2 separate regions of the Pan troglodytes genome follow, and region 1 is linked to region 2. Evidence: chromatin contacts called from public Hi-C data. All regions are on one chromosome and are shown on one strand. The core of a region is the stretch at or near the end of the contact, and the rest is flanking DNA. Distances in the headings are between cores, read along the strand shown.

What was found. Hi-C and Micro-C count contacts between places; a contact is called where the count stands out from the background.
Region 1: a contact with region 2 is called in a Hi-C map of induced pluripotent stem cells, with 2.3 times the contacts expected there. The contact joins two enhancer-like sites. A contact is called at or near these places in 2 of 7 Hi-C or Micro-C datasets (blood and induced pluripotent stem cells).

Annotation. Positions count from the first base shown.
Region 1 is chr2:160,535,406-160,538,105 of NHGRI_mPanTro3-v2.0_pri, forward strand. The region is part of intron 9 of VEPH1 (ventricular zone expressed PH domain containing 1); the gene reads right to left. Among named protein-coding and RNA genes, the nearest start is that of PTX3, 89 kb to the right of the region's middle. Within about 2 kb of position 1,401, at least 1 of the 24 cell types and tissues checked has an H3K27ac peak or open chromatin away from gene starts, as enhancers often do. A contact at or near this core is called in induced pluripotent stem cells, where this site is marked.
Region 2 is chr2:160,396,552-160,399,251 of NHGRI_mPanTro3-v2.0_pri, forward strand. No RefSeq gene overlaps it. Among named protein-coding and RNA genes, the nearest start is that of CCNL1, 35 kb to the left of the region's middle. Within about 2 kb of position 1,365, at least 3 of the 24 cell types and tissues checked have an H3K27ac peak or open chromatin away from gene starts, as enhancers often do. A contact at or near this core is called in induced pluripotent stem cells, where this site is marked.

The DNA of each region.
Region 1 (2,700 bases), core at 151-2,650, 140 kb after region 2:
TTTGGAAATGTCCTCATATTTTAGTGCCTTAAACACTTTTTTTTTTCTTTTGAGACAAGATCTCACTTCATTGCCCAGGCTGGAGTGTGGTGGTGCAATCACACTTCACTGCAGCCTCAACCTCCTGGCTCAAGCAATCTTCCCACCTCAGCCTCCCAAGTAGCTGGGACCATCAGCACGTGCCACCATGACTAGCTGAATTTTTTAAAAATTTATTTTTGGTAGAGACAGGGTCTCTTCTGTGTTGCCCAAGCTGATCTAGAGCTCCTGGGCTCAAGCTATCCTATTGCCTCAGCCTCCCAACATGCTGAGATTACAGGTGTGAGCCACCGTGCCTAGCCTAAATTTTGAATTAAATCCTTTTATTTGTATAGTTATTGAATTGCTTTATTATTTGCTGTTGCAAATAAATTCAAAATACACAATAGTCCAGGGAATGCAAAGTTAAACATAAAATTTCTAGAAACAATAACATCTTAAGTATTCAATGTACATTTGATACTTGAATTACTAAGAAACTGTACAATAGAAATACTGTAGGAATACAAAGGATATCTATATTTGTCTTGTTTCTTTTACAGTTTGCTCACCTGTTTATAACAGTTTAAAAACTTTGTTAAAAACAAACAAAAAAAACCCATGGTGTACCTGTAAATATGAACTAATGTGACTGTAAAATAAAAATTCAGTAGAAAGACATGATTGAGACATAGGAATAGTCTTAACTGTCTACATTTCCTGGGGAAAAAACTCATGTTTATTTAAGCGTATTCAAGGTTATTTTTCAAATAAATAGAAGAAAATCATGTAGATTCAGAGAGATGTAGAGAGAAGATGGCCCAAAGTCCAATGCTACCAGCGCCTGCTACATGAAACACGGGCCATCACACAGCTGAGGTGGAGCAAGAGGGCTAATGAGGGATGCCTGGCACTCTTTCTCCCAACAGGAGAGGACCACAGCAATGGATAAACAGCTAAGATTTGACTGGAGTGTGGAAGGGAGAGCAGGCAAGTGCAGCGGGGGAGTAGAGATGCACATGTGGTGATTGGAAGCCCAGGAGGGCAGCGTGGAGGCACCAGGCCTCTGCAGCCCCCTCTTTCTTTTATGGATTGGATCTGCCTAGAATCAGGTGGGACTTCCCATTTCCAGGAAAAGGTAAGCAGAAGATCCGCATCATCCCCTATTGCCACCAAAACACCTACAGTCCTCACTACTGGAGAATCCTACAGTCCTCTCAAGCCCTAAGCCCAGTTTGTAGAACTGCCAGGAATTCACATAGCTGCATTGCTCTGATTAGGAACACAAAGTGTGTACTCTCCATCCGCTACCCACCCTCTGTGAGCCAAGCTGCTGCCGCTGGGCGCCACCTTGAGACCAGACATCTCTGGAGTGCGCCCTCCTCTGGGGGTCAGTGGCCACTGCACCTGTCCCACACTGGGGGTCCATCTTCATTCCACCTAGCCACAGCTGTGTGGAGCCTGGGCTGGGGATTCGCTGTGATTCTGGTCTTGCGTAGCAGGGAAACCACCTCATGCTCTGCACTTCCAGCCAAAGGAACAGTCTGGCAATCCCGTTCATGGAGAACCCTGCCTTGAGCTGACTAAACCACTGTGTGCCTGCCCCCAAGCAGGAGGGGCATGGGGGTGCAGATGGCTCTTCAATATAATAATTTCCTTTCCTTAGGATAAATGCCCAGTAGTGGGATTGCTGGATCGTATGGTAGTTCTATTTGTAGATATTGAGGGACCTCCACACTGTTCTCTTTAGTGGTTATACTAGTTTATATTCCCAACAGCGTGTAAGAGTACTCTTTTCTCTGCATCCGCACCAGCATTTGTTTTTTTTTCTTTTCTTTTTGATAATAGCCACTGTAACTGGGGTGAGGCAATACCTCATTGTGGTTTTGGTTTGCATTTCTTTGATGATTAGTGATGTTGAACATTTTTTATATACTTGTTGGTCATATGTGTGTCTTCTTTTGAGAAATATCTGTTCAGATCATTTCCCGATTTTTAAATCAGATTGTTAGATTAACAGTCCTGGAAATGGGAAGTCCCTCCTGATTCTAGGCAGATCCAATCCATAAAAGGAAGAGGGGGCTGCAGAGGCCTGGTGCCTCCACGCTGCCCTCCTGGGCTTCCAATCACCACATGTGCATCTCTACTCCCCCGCTGCACTTCCGTGCTCTCCCTTCCACACTCCAGTCAAATTTTAGCTATTTATCCATTGCTGTGGTCCTCTGACCCCTTGGGCCAGCAGGTTGGCCACATAGGCACCCACACTCAAGGTCTGAAAAATGGCCCTGCAGCACCCCCTTGCAGCCTTCACCACTGAATTCTACTGAACCTTTAAAGAAGAATTAATACCAATTTTTCTCAAAATACTTCAAAAAAATTAAAGCAGAGGAAATTATTCCTAACTCATTCTATGAGGCCAGCATATCCCTGATACCAAAACCAGACAAGGACTCAGCAAAAAAATAAAACTACAAGCCATTATCCCAGATGAACATAGCACTACAGGCCAATATCCCTGATGAAGATAGATGGAAAAATCTTCAATAAAATCTAACAAATCAAATCTAACAACACCTCAAAATGATAATACACCACGATTAAGTGATATTTATTGCAGGAATGCAAAATGGTTCAATATATGCAAATCAATAAATGTCATAAATTATATCAATAGAATTAAGA
Region 2 (2,700 bases), core at 115-2,614:
AAAGGGAACACTTATACACTGTTGGTGGAAGTATAAATTAGTTCAGACCCTATGGAAAGCAGTTTGGAGATTTCTCAAAGAACTGAAAACAGAATTGCCATTTGACCCAGCTATGCCATTGCTGGGTATATATATACCTAAAGAAAAATAAATGGTCCTACCAAAATGACACCTGCATTCATATGTTTATCATAGCACTATTTACAATAGCAAAGACATGGAATCAATCCATGTGCTCATCAATGGCGGATTAAATTAAAAAATGGGTGCTGTGTGTCCAGGCTGTAAAAAAAAAAAATAAAGACAAAAATAAAAATTAAAAATTTGGTACATATACACCATGGAATACTATGCAGCCATTAAAAGAATGAAATCATGTCCTTTGCAGCAACATGGATGTAGCTGGAGGCCATTATTCTAAGAGAATTAACACAGGAACAGAAAACCAAATATTCTCACTTATAAGTGGAAGCTAAACACTGGGTACACAAGGACACAAAGATGGGAACAGTAAACACTGGGGATCCCAGAATGGGAGAGGAAAGAAGTGGGACAAGGGTTGAAAAGCTACCTATCAGGTACTATGTTCACCATGTCAGTGACAGGATCATTAGAAGTCCACACCTTAGCATCATGCAATATTCCCATGTAACAAACCTGCACATGTACCCCCTGCATCTAAAATAATTTTTTTTTGAAAAGAGAAACTTTTGGAAGTCTTGGTTATATTCTCTATCTTTACTGTGGTGGTGATTTCATGGGTATATACATATGTCAAAACTTTTCAAATAGTACATTTGAAATATATGCAGTTTATGGTATGTCAGTTATAACTCATAAATCTAGGGGTTTTATCCCCTGAAAGGAATAAACTTCTGATACATACAATAAGATGACTGCATCTCAAAATGCTAAATGAAAAAAGAGCAAGACACAAAAGGCTACAAATGATATGGTTCTACTTATATATTATTCTGGAAAAGCCAATGTTACACAACACTACAGAAATCAGATCAGTGGTTGCCTGGGGAGTGGTGGTAGGTGCTGACTGCAAAAGGGCGCAGGGAATTTGAGGGGTGGGAGATGCAGAAATGTTCTATATTTTCATTGTGGTAATGGTTACACAACTACATACATTTGTCAAGACTCATTAAAACATGCGTGAAAAGGGATTTTACTGAATGTATATTATATCTCAATAACCCTGACAAAAGTAAAAAACAAACAGCCCAAATAGCCCCAAGAATGCCTTGGCTTTTGTGATGCGGAAGGATCCAGAAATTCTTACATTCTGCTGTGGGATTGAAACCAGAGGCCTCCAACCAGGGATCTGGGAGCAACATGTGGGTAAGACACCCTCTGCCCCGCAAGCTCCCTGGTGCAAGCCTGCCAGGGGCTGTTGGAGGAAGAGGTGGAAGTAGAGCCAGAGGATTTGCAGGGCCAGCCTGAATGAAGGCAGGGCCAGTTAACAGGGGCAAGGACCTATGAGACCCTTGCTTTACCAAAAAAGCTGACCACAGATGTCATTGGCAGGGTGTTACCAGGGAATATGTCTGAAGAGGCCAGCCCTGGGGTCAACTGTCTCCCTCAGCTGCCCCCGGAGACATGTAATCTCTGTTCTACACTCAGGTCCCTATTTTGTGAAGGAGCAGGGAGGAATGGGAGAAACAAATCTCCGAGGGCATTTGAACTTTGAACTGACTGCATATTGATCTGAAAAAGACTGTTTAAAGCGAGGTAACTGACTCTTTTTTTTTTTTTTTTTTGAGATGGAAACTTTCTCTGTTAACCCAGGCTGGAGTACAGTGGCATGATCTCGGTTCACTGCAGCCTCCACCTCCCAAGTTCGAGCGATTCTCCTGCCTCAGCCTCCCAAGTAGCTGGGATTACAGGCCGAGTAGCTGGGATTACAGGCCGAGTAGCTGGGATTACAGGCGTGCACTACCACGCCTAGCTAATTTTTTGTAGAGACGTGTTTTGCCTTGTCCCGGATGGTCTCGAACTCCTGGCTTCACGTGATCCTCCGACCTCAGTCTCCCAAAGTGCTAGGATTACAGGCTTGAACCACCACACCTGGCCGTTGACTCTTTTTTTTGAGACAGAGTCTCACTTTGTCACCCAGGCTGGAGTGTGGTGGCATGATTTTGGCTAACTGCAACCTCTGCCTCCTGGGTTGAAGCGATTCTCCCGCCTCAGGCTTCCAAGTAGCTGGGATTACAGGAGTGGTCTTGAACTCTTGACCTCAGGTGATCCACCCTCCTTGACCTCCCAAAGTACTGGGATTACAGACATGAGCCACTGCCCCTGGCTGGCCATTGACACTTAACCAGCAAATTCATACCTTTCCTATCCCACCCCATCCTGCCACCTCTAAAAGTGGGAATGGGGCTTTTGAGGAAGTTTATATCATTTATAGAAAGGCACAATGCTGGCTGGGCGTGGTGGCTCATACCTGTAATCCCAGCACTTTGGGAGGCCAAGGCAGGCGGATCATGAGGTCACGAGTTTGAGACCAGCCTCACCAACATGGTGAAACTCTGTCTCTAACAAAAATGCAAAAATTAGCTGGGTGTGGTGGCATGCACCTGTAATCCCAGCTACTTGGGAGGCTGAGGTAGGAGAATCGCTTGAACCTGGGAGGCAGAGGTTGCAGTGAGCCGAGATCACTCCATTGCACTCCAGCTTGGGCAACAGAGCAAG